Regions from separate parts of the Sus scrofa genome. Here region 1 is linked to region 2. A link is a contact called in public Hi-C data. All regions are on one chromosome and are shown on one strand. The core of a region is the stretch at or near the end of the contact, and the rest is flanking DNA. Distances in the headings are between cores, read along the strand shown. Region 1 has its middle 16 kb from the start of ODF4. Region 2 holds the start of SLC25A35 (solute carrier family 25 member 35).

Evidence for each region. A called contact is a pair of places that touch in the nucleus more often than the background predicts.
Region 1: a contact with region 2 is called in a Hi-C map of skeletal muscle, with 2.5 times the contacts expected there. The contact joins the enhancer-like site here to the promoter of SLC25A35 in region 2. A contact is called at or near these places in 8 of 47 Hi-C or Micro-C datasets (adipocytes, blood, embryonic fibroblasts and 4 more) and 2 of 2 datasets of contacts at active chromatin or transcription factors (alveolar macrophages and skeletal muscle).

What each region holds. Positions count from the first base shown.
Region 1 is chr12:53,531,071-53,537,600 of Sscrofa11.1, reverse strand. No RefSeq gene overlaps it. Among named protein-coding and RNA genes, the nearest start is that of ODF4, 16 kb to the right of the region's middle. Within about 2 kb of position 4,385, at least 9 of the 83 cell types and tissues checked have an H3K27ac peak or open chromatin away from gene starts, as enhancers often do. A contact at or near this core is called in skeletal muscle, where this site is marked.
Region 2 is chr12:53,493,534-53,500,502 of Sscrofa11.1, reverse strand. SLC25A35 (solute carrier family 25 member 35) reads left to right here and starts at 4,531. Exons shown (of 6, transcript NM_001243357.1): 1 at 4,531-4,641. The coding sequence starts at 4,610. It overlaps ARHGEF15 (rho guanine nucleotide exchange factor 15), which reads right to left and starts at 5,094. Exons shown (of 21, transcript XM_013990062.2): 1 at 4,955-5,094; 2 at 4,415-4,450; 3 at 2,135-2,793; 4 at 1,417-1,458; 5 at 1,349-1,414; 6 at 1,128-1,346; 7 at 846-900. The coding sequence starts at 2,744.

The DNA.
Region 1 (6,530 bases), core at 3,136-5,635, 37 kb before region 2:
AATTGCCACACTCTACTCAAGACAGCAGCGCTGGCTTCCTGGGGCTGGCATAACACACTGCGTGGCTTAAGCAACAGAAATTTATTGTGTCCCAGTTCTGGAGATCACAAGTCTGAGGCCAAGATGTCAGCAGGGTTTGCTCCTTCTGAGGACTGAGGGAGGGTGTGTCCCACGGCGCTCTCCTCCGTTCCAGCAGCCTCAGATGCTCCTCGGCTTGTAGAGGACTTTCTCCCACGCCCTCATTGCATCTCTCCGTGCGTGTCTGTCTCAGTGTCCAAATGTCCCCTCATCATAGTGGATTAGGGCCCACCCTTAATAACCTCACTTTAGCTAGATCATCTGCAGAGACCCTAATTTCCAAATAAGGTCACATTCACAGGTACTAGGCTTAGGATTTCAGTGTCTTTGAGGTGACACTCTTCAACCCATAGCAGCAGCCAATCAGAAAGTTTTTGGAGAGTTAGTTTTTATGAGGCATGGCAACAAGTCCTAAAGTCTTAGATGACTTACAAAAAACCCCTCCCCCATACAGGGGTTCCCAGGTGGCACAATGGGTTCAGGACCCAGCGTTCTCACTGCTGTGGCATGGGGTCCATCCCTGGTCCTGGAACTTCTGCACGCCAAGGGTGTGGCCAAAAACAAAACAACAATCCTGTGGAAACAACACTCACAAGGGCAGATTTATTTGAACAGAAAATAGAAGAAATGAGTACCAGTTACAAACATCATGCAAATCTCCAATATCAATTCTTGAGAAAGATCTTAATTTAATAACTTGTCCAAATAGATTATTTGGCTTAGTTTTATGATGCAAAACAGTATTGCTCCCTTTGCATCTGCTGCAGAGGGAATGTTGCTATATCTTTTTGCGACTCCTTTTTTTAATTATGAAGACTTGCTTTTTTTTTTTTTTTTTTTTTTTTTTTTTTTTTTTTTTCTCTTTAGGGCCACACCTGTGGCATATGGAGGTTCCCAGGCTAGGGGTCAAATCCACTGCTGGCCTACACCACAGCCACAGCAATGCCAGATCTGAGCCACGTCTGCAACCCACACCACAGCTCAAGGCAATACTGGATCCTTAACTCTCTGAGCGAGCCCAGGGATCGAACCTGCAACCTCATGGTTCCTAGTCGGATTCATTTCTGCTGCTCCCTGACAGGAACTCCCTGTTTGACTATTTTAGATCCTTCACGTCAGTGGAATCGTGCAGTAAGTGCCTTATTTGATTTAGCATCATCAGGTCCCCAAGGGTCATCCATGTTGTCACATGTAGCAGGATTTTTTCTTTTTTAAGGCTGAATTAAATGCCACTGTATGTACATAGCTCTTTGTCTTTATCCATTCATTCTCCTGTGTGTAATTACTTAGGTTGTTTCCACATCTTGGTTATTGTAAATAACGCTGCAGTAAACCTGGATATTCAAATGAAAATCCTGATTTCAATTATTTTGAATAAATATGTACAAGTGGGATTGCTGGATTTTACAGTTTTTTAATTTCTATTTTTAATTGTTTTGGCTACCAGGCACACAGAAGTTTCCAATCCAGGAACCCAACTTGCACCACGGCAGTGACAATGCCGGATCCTTAACTGCTGCCACCAAGGAACTCCTATTTTAATTTCTTTTTTTTTTTTTTTTTTTTTGGCTGCACCCACAGCACATGGAAGTTCCAGGGCAAAGGATCAAATCTAAGTCACAGCTATAGCATCACTGGATCCTTAACCCACTGTGCTACAGTGGGAACTCCCTATTTTTAATTTTTTGAGGAAACTCCATGCTGTTTTTTGTTTATTTGTTTTGTTTTGTGTTTTGTCTTTTCTGGGGCCGCTCCCGCGGCATATGGAGGTTCCCAGGCTAGGGATCCAATCAGAGCTGTAGCTGCCAGCCTATGCCAGAGCCACAGCAACGGGGGATCCGAGCTTTGTCTGCAACCTACAGCACAGCTCACGGCAACACCGGATCGTTAACCCACTGAGCAAGGCCAGGGATCGAACCCTCAACCTCAAGGTTCCTAGTCGGATTCGTTAACCACTGTGCCACCACGGGAACTTCTCCATGCTGTTTTAAGAGCAGCTACATCATTTACATTCCCACCCAAATCGTACCAGAGTTTCAATTTCTCCACATCCTTGCCAATACTTATTTCTTGTTTGTTTTTTGATAATAGCATTCCTAACAGGTGTGAGGGTTTTGTTTTTTTCTTTTATCTTTTTTTAAATGGAAGGATAGTTGATTTACAATGTGTCAGTTTCAGGTGTACAGCAAGATGATTCACATTTTTTCAGATTCTAAGCACATTTTTTTCAGATTCTTTTTTTTTTTTTTTTTTAGAGCCGTACCTGCAGCATATGGAGGTTCCCAGGCTAGGGGTCCAATCGGAGCTACAGCTGCTGGCCTACACTGCAGCCACAGCAATGCAGGATCCGAACCACCTCTGCGACCTACATCACAGCTCAGGGCAACACCAGATCCTTAACCCACTGAGCAAAGCCAGGGATCGAACCCACAAACTCATGGTTCCTGGTCAGATTTGTTTCTGCTGCGCCATGACTGGAACTCCCAGATTCTTTTCCATTCTAGGTTATTATAAAGTATTGAATATAGTTCCCCGTGCCATACACTAGGTCTTTGTTGTTATGTCGCTGTGGTTTTTATTTGCATTTCCATGACGACTAGTGCAACGAGCATCTTTTCAGGTATCCTGCCACCTATTTGTATGTCTTTCAAGTCCTTTGCCTATTTTTCAACCTTTTTGGTTTTTGGCTATTGAGTTGAAGGAGTTCCCTAAATACTTTGGGTATTTACCTTTATCACATACATGGTTTGCAAATATTTTGAGAGAAGATGGGAGACTCAGAGATTGATGCTTTCGTGAATATTTTCCAGTTACAACTTTATCAAAACTAGCTTTATAGTGTAGGAGAGAATCTGCTTTTTTGCAGCTCTGGGAAAAAAGAAACATTTGCTTCTGCTATTTCTGAGATCTTATTCCCAGTTGCTTTCTGAAGCTAAACATTGGAATGTCACTAGTTAGCACACAGATGGGGAGGTGTCTGAGAAGTTCAGACAAACTCTTGCTTCCAAATTATTCAGCATGCTTTCTGGACATTTGTGCAACAGACCACTACAGCATGGTTTGCAAAGATGAGTTTCAAACACTGTGTGGGCCAGTAACCTCTGCACAAACCTTTTCAGATTTGGTGGCTTTGGGTTACAGAATTTTAGGAGGAAAGGTTGAGAGGGTTGTTTTTATATATGTGAATATACATCTTTTGTGGAAATTGTTTAGAAACCTGAGATACATTCATTTATTTATTTACTAATTTATTTGTCTGTCTGTCTTTTCAGGGCCGCACCCATAGCACATGGAGGTTCCCAGGTTAGGGGTCGAATCAGAGCTATAACTGCTGGCCTGCGCCACAGCCATGGCAGCTCGATCTGAGTGCGACCTACATCACAGCTCTGTGACCTCAGCTCACAGCAACGCCGAATCCTTAACCCACTGAGCCAGGCCAGGGATCGAACCTGCATCCTCATGGTTACTAGTCAGATTCATTTCCACTGAGCCACGATGGCGGAAACGCCAAGAAACCTGAGATACACTTAAATATAAAAGGCAAGACCCCTCTGTTGTTAAAAGTTAGCCGCTGATGGCAGAATTTTATCTCTGGAATCTCCTGAATTTTGTCCAGAATTCTATTCCTGTGAATTATTGAAACTGGGCTTCTTTCTTCAGTCTCTGGTTCCACTTTATTGTTGTTATCTTGGCACTAATCTTTGTTTACCCAGGTTCTGACATTTTTACCCCAGAATTAATTACCCCAGATGTCTGCTCTTCTGTGTTTTCCAAGCAAACAAAGTAGGCAGGAAATATGAGCTTCCTGAGCAAACTGGCTTTCTGTTTTAATATGAGGCTTTGCTTCTTAGAAACTTATTCATCTTATGTCTACACTTCTTATTTATAATTTATTAAATATTATATATATTTCGGGTTTGCAGCTAATTATATGTTATCCTTTAACATTTGAAATCTGGTCCTGTTATCTTGCCTTTTGCTTCCCCAAATCTCCTTGGTAGAGTTTTCCTCTTCCATTTAATCTGAACTGCTACAACCTTTCTATCACGTAGCTCCTTGCTCAGAATAACCCTCCACACATGCAACTTTGGTCTAGGGTTTCTTTTCACTTTTAGACGCCTCCCTTGACGTGAGCAGCAGCGGAGTTCTGATCAGCCTCCCCTCCTTGGGTTTTGCACAGACGGGGCATTCAGTGACCAGATGTTTGCCTCCCCCTCCCCCACTCCATCTCAGCCCTGTGTGTGCTGTTCTTTGGAAGCTGTCCCCTCTCCCCGTGCCTTTCTCCCAAGGCAGTGACGTAAATCCTGGAAATGGCTGCCTTACACGCAGGAACCACTAAGCTCTTGCCTTAACACATAACCCAGATCACCAGCTGAGCTATTCACTCAGCTGCCTCCCAGTCCTAAAATACTGCCTCTGCCCCAGGTGGGGTGGAGGGAGTCAGTCCCGACACCTGGAAACCGCCATCCTTCCTCCCCTCCAATGCAGGTACACTCTGTATCAGAGAGCTTCCTTGAAATCCATCTTCTTTTTTTTTTTCCTTTTTAGGACCTCATCTGCAGCATATGGAGGTTCCCAGGCTAGGGGTCCAATTGGAGCTACAACTGCCGGCCTACACCACAGCCACAGCCACAGCCACAGCAACAAGGGATCCAAGCCGCGTCTGTAACCTACACCACAGCTCAGGCAACGCTGGATCCTCAACCCACTGAGCGAGGCCAGGGAGTGAACCCGAAACTTCATGGTTTCTAATCAGATTCGTTTCCGCTGCGCCAGGAAGGGAACTCCCTGGAAATCCATCTTCAATCTTGGCTTTTCCTCTTCCATCTCTCCTCACCCACCCACTGCTCTAGCCTGTGGGTGTCATTCATTCATGCAACATGCGGATGGGGCCAAGCAAAGTTAACAGCCCCAGTATGGGTACAAATACTAGTGCCTCCTCATATGTTGCACTGAGAACACATTTCTGTGAAATTAGCTTTTTTCTTTCTTTCCTTTTTTTTTTTTTTTTTTGCCCTACCCATGGCATGCAGAATCAAATGCAAGCCACAGCAGTGACTGGAGCCATAGCAGTAACAACACCAGGTCCTTAACCCACTAGGCAACCAGGGAACTCCCTGTGATATTTCTACCAAGAATGTGTTACCCAAATGTAATTATGAAGAAACATGAGACAAACCCAGATTGAGGGAGATCCTATGATATAACTGGTCCATGTCAGGAATGCAAAGACTGAGAAACTGACCCAGTTAAAGTAGGCTAAAGAGACATGGCAACTGCATACAATGCATGATCCAGGATTTTCTTTCATAGTGAACATCGCTGGGGCAATTGACAAAATCTGAATACTATCTGAAGATCATATTATTATATCAAAGTTAATTTCCTAATCTTGACACTCGTACTGTGGTCACAGAGAGAATGTCTTTGTTTTTAGGAAATACACATTGAAGTGTAAGGAGTAAAGAAGCATCACGTCTCAACTTATTTTCAAATGGTAAAGAAAAAGAAGTGTCTGTGTGTGTGTGTGTGTGTGTGTAGAGATGGAGGAGGGAGAGATACAAAGCAAACGGAGAAGTGTTAACATTTGAGGAAATCTGGGTGAAGAATATAAAGGAATATTGTTGTAATGTTCTTGCAACTTCTCTGTAAATCTGAAATTATGTCCTGCCCCCAGGCCCCGCCTAATTTTTTTTTTTTTTTGGCCACACTCGTGGCACATGGATGTTACCAGGCCAGGAATCCAACCCAAGCCACAGTAGTGACAATGCCGATCCTTAACTGCTAGATCCCCAGGGAACTCCCCTGACCATTTTTTTTTAAATGTTCAGAGTCCCACCAAGAGGAGAGACAGCTTTGCCTCCTCGAGCCCAGTCCTTAGGTCTTGGGGCCTGTGCAGATGGAGACGGAGGGCAGTAACTTGGGTTTGCAGAAGCAGGAGTCCATGCAGGCAGCCTTCATACCATGATGCAGATCTCAAAGGTAATCGGAAGCCCCCAGGCCCTGTGCTCTTTGCCCCTCTGCACACAAGTATATTCTAGGGATTCAGGAGAGTGTCATGTCTCAACAATCCCTGCTCAGATAAACAGACCCAGAGCCAGAATTCTCACCAATACCAAGGACAGTTTCTATCCCACCTACCAGGCTTCCCCCTCAAACAGTAGTTCCCCACTGAGGACAAGTCTTCCTTCCCCTTAGCTGACTCCTTCAGTGACATGCCCTGCTGCCAAACAAAAGTTCTCAGCCTGTGTCTTTTTTTTTTTTTTCTTTTTCTTTTTACAACCGCACCTGCAGCATTTGAAAATTCCCAGGCTACGGGTTGAATCAGAGCTGCAGCTCCAGGCCTAAGCCACAGCCATAGCAACGTGGGATCTGAGCCACACCTGCAACCTATGCCACAGCTTGTGATAATGCTGGATCCTTAACCCACTGAGGGAGGCTAAGGATCGAAC
Region 2 (6,969 bases), core at 3,282-5,781:
CTTGGTGCAATTCAAACCCAACACTTCCACCTGTCCACTCTGTTCTGGCCATCAGCACCAGCACACACCCATTCACCCAAAGTAAAAAGCTGGAAGAATAAACTCCAGTAAATGTTGAATAAATGAATGCCCTCGGAGTTCTCATCATGGCTCAGTGGTTAACGAATTTGACTAGGAACCATGAGGTTGTGGGTTCCATCCCTGCCCTTGCTCAGTGGGTTAAGGATCCAGCGTTGCCGTGAGCTGGGGTGTAGGTTGCAGACACGGCTCGGATCCCGTGTCGCTGTGGCTCTGGCATAAGCCAGTGGCTACAGCTCCGATTCCACCTCTAGCCTGGTTACCTCCATATGCTGCGGGAGCAGCCCAAGAAATGGCAAAAAGACAAAAAAAAAAAAAAAAAAAAAAAAAAAAATGAATGGCCTCGGACAGATCAACTCTAATAATGGCAGCGCATCTGAAATGACAAACAGGCCCAGATAACACAGGAGAGACATTCCTGGCTGCCAGATGGATTTGCGGACAATAATTTCAACAGAAGCTCAAGGTGGGGGAACTAAAATGGCTTCCCGTTGGCCAGGCTCTCTGCCAATGTCATACCCCAACAATTTTATGAAGGATTTGATTTGGGTGCCCCCATTTCGCAGATGAGGAGGCAGAGACCCGGAGGTTATAAGACTTGTATAAGGTCACACAGCTGATAAGGGACAGAGCTGGGATGAGAAACTGGGGCTGCTCATCCCTAGAGGCCTAACGCTCCTCCACTGCACACTTGGAGGTAGGATATAAGTGGACTTGAGAGTTAGTCGGCCGTCAGTTGGGATGGCGGGTGGGGGGGTGTTCCGTACCTGCCCTCCGTCGTTGCTGGAGCATCGTTCTGAGGGGTGCCATCAAGACTGTCCCCTAGAGAGAGAACCCAGAGTAAAGAGAACAGACTTCCAGGATCCGTCTCTTGACCGGCCCAGCAGAGATTGTTACTCAAAAAACTACAACTCCCGCCAGCCCCAGAGCAGCAGCTGGTGGGGGAACAGAAGCCCAGGGGCTCTTGGGGGTTGTAGTTAGTTGGTTTAGAATGGTCCATCTCCCCCTGCTCCCTTCCCAGCCCAGAGGTCCACCCCCAGGCTCTGTACCTGCTTGGATGCCATCTTCAGAGGGCAGATCGAGATCTGGCTGTGACGGGTCCCCAGAGACAGTGGCGTCCTGTCTGACCCGAGCTGGTTTGGGGGGTTTGAGGGGCGGCAGGAGTTTGCGCTCGGCAGTGGAGCGGTAGGACGTGAGGACAACAGAGGGGTGGCTGAGGCTTGGCGGGCTGGGGCGGGAGCGGGAGGTCCGCAATGGGGAGGCCCGCAGGGGACCCTGGGGCCGTCCTCATAGCCCCCCACAGGCACCCATCGGAGCTCCAGACCAGGCCGGGTACATGGCAGACACAGGGGCAGCAGGGAGGGCAGGCCAGCGCAGCATCTGTGGGAGATGGGGGCATCCTTAGGACACCCACCCCGCCCAGGCCTCCCCGTCCCCTCAACCTGCCTAAGCATCAGGAACGTGGAGGTCCAGCCTTAGGCATCTATCACCTCCACCCTGACTCTCTTCGAAATATGAAAACCGGATTTCCAATCATGAAATCCATTATGGAAAAAGTAGTCCCTCAGAGTTTCCGTTATGGCTCAGTGGTTAACAAACCACTAGCATCCATGAGGATGCGGGTTTGATCCCTGGCCTCGATCAGTGGGTTAAGGATCCAGTGCTGCTGTGACATAGGCACAGATAGGCATGGATCCCTACCTTGGGAACCTCCATATGCCACGGGTGCAGCCCTAAAAAGACAAAAGAAAAGAAGCCCCTGAAAGCACCCAATCTTTTTTTTACGGCTGCATCTGTAGCATATGGACATTCCCAGACTAGGGGTCCAATCGGAGCTGCAGCTGCCAGCCTACATCACAGCCACAGCAACAGGGATCTGAGCCTCATCTGTGACCTACCCCGCAGCTCACCGCAATGCCAGATCTCTAACCCACTGAGCAAGGCCAGGGATTGAAGCTAGTCAGGTTCTTAACCTGTTGAGCACAACTGGAACTCCAAAAATACCCAATCTTAAAGCTCTGAAAACAAAGAAGAGGAGCTGGATCCATAGGCTTACCTGAAGTGCCATTCTCCTGGGGCCCGCTCCCAGTGAGGACGGCCTGGGGAGTCTCTCTCTCCCCATTCACATCCACTGCCCCTGGGGGACCCGGCTCCAGGGCCTCCTCAGCCTGGACCCTGCCTTCAGTCCCCCATTCAAACCTGCCAGCCAGTCTCCGCACAGTGCCTGGGGCCGAGGACGAGCCATCCTGGGCCGGGACTGGAGCCTCGGGAACCAGGGGCAGAGGCGTGCGGGGTGACCCGGAGGGCTTGGGTGGGGGGACTGGAGACCGAGGAGCAGGTTCTGGGGAGATGGAGCGCCGGGATGTCGGGCTGGGGGTGCCAGAAGGCGAGTCTGGGGAAGTCTGGGAGTCGAGACTGGCTTTAGAAGCTGATGGAGGCAGAAGGGCTGGAGGCTTGAGGGCCGAGGCGGGGGGCTCCCAGAAGATGGGCGTGCACATCGGGGCTAGTGCATCATTGGCGGCGAAGGGAGGTTCTTGCGGAGAGGAGCCGTTGTGGTGGGTCCCTGAGGACTGGGCAGCCCGGGGCCGAGAAGGGGGGCGGGGGCGGATGATCCGAGGGGGCTTCTGGGTAGGGGGCGTTGCTGCAGGAAGAGACTGGGCTGACATCTTCCTCTGAGCTCTTCAAAGGAGTGGGGTACTCTGCTGGACTCATCCCCTGGGGAAGAGGGAGGGAGAAAGAGAGACCCTTCGTGCCCCCTCAAGTAGACTGAAGCCTTCGAGCAGAAATGTTTGCAACAAACAGGAGTATCCGTCCCTGGCACAGAGGAAACGAATTCGACCAGGAAACATGAGGTTGCAGGTTCGATCCCTGACCTCGCTCAGTGGGGTAAGAATCTGGCATTCCCGCCAGCTGAGGGGTCGCAGACATGGCTCAGACCCCACGTTGCTGTGGCTGTGGTCTAGGTCAGCTGTAGCTCGGATTAGAACCCCCCAGCCTGGAAACCTCCATAGGCCGCAGGGGCAGTCTTTAAAAAGAAGCCAAAAGCTCTGGCCTATGCGGGCAGCCCGATTAGACCCCCTAGCCTGGGAATCTCCATATGCCCCGGGTGCAGCCATAGAAAAGACCCAAAAAAGAAAGGAAATGTTTGGTCTTCTCTCTTTCCCTCTCCCCCCTCCTTATTCCATTCCCCGAGGACTCTGGACTCTCCAGCCAGCCTCTCTTGGCCCCCCAGCCTCCATTTCTCTGTCTTTTGGCTTCTGGGGACATCGTCAGGCCAGAGGGGACAGTGAGGCTGGGGTGGGGGCACCTGAGACCCAGGTTGAGGGGTGGGGAGAACTGGATCAGTGAGGGAAATTGCCGGCGCCGGTATAGCCACCAAGTATCTGCCAGATGGATTGTGTTTGGTGTCCGTGGTGTGTGTTGTGGAGGTTTGTGTGTGTGGTTTAAGCATGAGCGGACACAGTGCGTTTCTGTGCTATGTGAGCAGAGTGTTGGATGCTGTGTTTCGGGAGTGTGTGTGTTGTGTGTGGGCATGCGGTGGCGGGGGAGTGGAGTACCGTGTGTGGCGCCTGCTGGGAGGTGAGACTGTGTGTGTTCTGTGCTGCGTGGGGCCTAAGTGCAGTGGCGCCTGGGCCATGAGGAATGCATCACTATTTCCCTGCTCCAGCGGGCCCTCCGCCCCCCATTTCCCAGTTCCTCTCTCCGGACTCTCCCTTTCCGGATTATTTTTAGTCTCCTTTTCCTGCCATGAAGATTCCTGGAGCCTCTGACCCCAAGAGACCAGGAGGCCCCGGGCTCGATCTCTCCTGCCCCAGCCTCACTGTCTGCCCCCCACCCCCCATCTGCTCACAGAGAGATGCCCCACTGGAAGCCTGGGTCCCGCCAGGGTGCTTAGAGGGTGGTCGGGAGACCAGACAGAAGGTGAGGACCCGTGTGGCCAAGACTCAGGGGCCTGGGCTTCACTTCCTGCTGTCTGGAAGACGCTACAATCCTGAGGAGGCTGCAGGGTCAGGGCTGGGGGACCCAGCACCCCCACACTCCCCTGTGGAGTCAGCAGGAGAGTCAGAGCCCTCCAGGCCCCAGACTGGTTCTTGAGAAATGATGCGGGGTGGGGGGTGGGGGCTGTAGACCGGGAGTCTGCAGCTCAATGGCCTCTGTGTTCGGGCAGGAAGCTCCTTAGGTGACCCGGGCAGCAGCCTTGCCAGCCGGCCAGCTCCTCCCCAGCCTTGCCCCGTGCAAGGATCCCTGCCCCCCTCAGGTACCTGCACTGATTTCCTTCCCCCATCCCCCACTCAGGCCTCCCGCGGGGACCCAGGTACTGGGCCCAAACACTCACCCTTGAGTCCTCTCCACTCTCAGTCACCTCCCAGGGCTGAGTGAGTAGGGGCAGGAAACAGGAATTGGATCCTCCTCCCAACCGGACACCCCCCCCCCAAACCACACCACACTCCACATGCGCACACTGGGGCTCTGGACGATGTGAAGGACCCCGAACGCCGGGTTTCCGAGGTTACCAGAGTCTGGGAAGAGGATGAAACTCAGGCGAGGAGAGTGGGCTGTTCTGTAGGTGCACTTTCCATCCTGGGGCTCACAGGGGCTGGGGAGGGGCCAGGGACCAGGGACGGGGTGCGGGCGGATGGGCTGGCCATGCCACAGGGCTGGGCTGGCAGTGGGGCAAGGGCTCTAGACACCTCTGCGTGGCTGAGGGATGGTGTGTGTGGGTCTGACCATCTCTCAGACACCTGGCATGACAGCCTGTCCCTTTAGCATCCAGCCTGTCCCCTGGTGTGAGCCAGCCCACTCTTTCACACCAAGGGACCCCTCCCACCCATGTTTGCCCCTCTCTAACTCTGCAGGAGCTCCCCCCTGAATTTACCTTTATCTTTTTGGAAGCAGTTGCTATTTTCAGTCTGGTCTGCCTGCCCTTTGGAGCAAGGAACGTGGGGCCAGGTCTCCGAGTCTCTGTCTTTCTGGGGCGGGAACTGAGGGCCCAGATTGAGATCTCTGCAGAGGAAGCCGGTTCCTCAGCCCCACCCGGCCATTGTGTCAGGCATGTGGTGGGGGTGTGTGGGGGGGGGTGCGCAGAAATGGGAGGTCAGGAGCACACCCCAGGTCAGGGATGCCATTTGCTGCCCGCCCCCCATTCTCAGCCCCTGTCTCCCTGGGTCCCCAGCCCGTGTCTCTCCCTGTGAGGCTTTGATTAGCCAGGAGTCAGTACCCCTGAGGGGTGGGGCTAGGCAGGGGCCCCTCTCATCTCTAATTTACTCTTTGGTTGAAGAGCTGAGTTCCCAGGACTCAAACAAACAACTGAGGGGGCGGAATGAGCCACACCCGAGTCTGGGAAGTAGGGTGGTGGGAAGACCCAAGGGCAGCTGTGAACAGGGGGCCTTTGCCCATGGCCAGGTGCCTGCTTTTGATAACATTTCACATGCCCCCCCACACACACACACACACTCCAAACAAGACACTAAGAAGAAAAGCCAGGAAACTGGAGTTAAAATATGTTTTAACACATTTTTCTTTCTTTTCCTTTTTCTTTTTTTTTTGGCCACACGGTGGCATGCGGAAGTTCCCTGGTGCCAGGGATCGAACTGGAGCCGCAACAGTGACAACGCTGAATCCTTAACCAACAGGCCACCAGGGAACTCCCCTAACCCAATTTTCTTTAGCGTAAAAGACAAGTCCTTTCAATGACCAGCAGTGCGCTTACACAATCTACCCTCCTCTCCACCCTTCCTCTCTGGCACATTGGTTGAATAAATAAGGGGTGAGTTCCCTGATGGCCTAAGGGTTAAGGATCTGGCATTGTCACTGCTATGGTGTGGGTTCCATCCCTGGCCCAAGAACATCCACATGCCACATCAACAGCGATGTTATTTTGATAGTATCTATCTAATAGCACCATTGATACAGGGTGATGAAATGGCAGTTACCTGTGAGATATTCCTCCCCAAACCCTAAATCCTCAGTCCAATCATAAGGAAAAAAACCCATTGGAGGGATATTCTACAAAATACCTAACCGGGACTCCTCAAAACTGTCAAGGTAGAGTTCCTGCTGTGGCACAACAGGATCGGCAGCCTTTCTAGAGTGCTGGGACGAAGGTTCGATCCCCACCGGACACAGCGGGTTAAAGATCCTACATTCCCCCAGCGGCTATGTAGGTGGCAACTGCAGATCTGATCTGATCCCTGGCCCAGAAACTGCCAGGTGCCCCCCCCAAAGGAAATCTGAATCAAATATAAACTATATTAATAATGTATTAATATTTGTTTATGAATTCTAACAATATATTAATGTAAGATAATAAGGGAAATTGGATGTGGGGTGTATAGGATACTCTCAGAGTATCTTTATAATTTTTCTGTGGATCTAAAACTGTTCTAAAAATTAAGATTACTGGAGTTCCCATCGTGGCACAGTGGTTAACAAATCTGACTAGGAATCATGACGTTGCGGGTTCGGTCCCTGCCCTTGCTCAGTGGGTTAACGATCCAGCGTTGCCGTGAGCTATGGTGTAGGTTGCAGACGTGTCTTGGATCCAGCGTTGCTGTGGCTCTGGGTAGGCCGGCAGCTACAGCTCCGATTTGACCCCTAGCCTGGGAAGCTCCATATGCCGTGGGAGTGGCCCAATAAATAGCAAAAGACACACACACATAAAAAAAAATTAAGATTACTTAAAAACAACAACAACAACAACCAGGAGTTCCCGTCTTGGCTCAGTGGTTAACAAATCCAACTAGGAAACATGAGATTGTGGGTTCGATCCCTGGCCTCGCTCAGTGGGTTAAGGATCTGGCGTTGCCACATGCTGTGGTGCAGGTTGCAGACACGGCTCAGATCTGGTGCTGGTGTTGTTGTGGCTGTGATGTAGGCCAGTGGCTGTAGCTC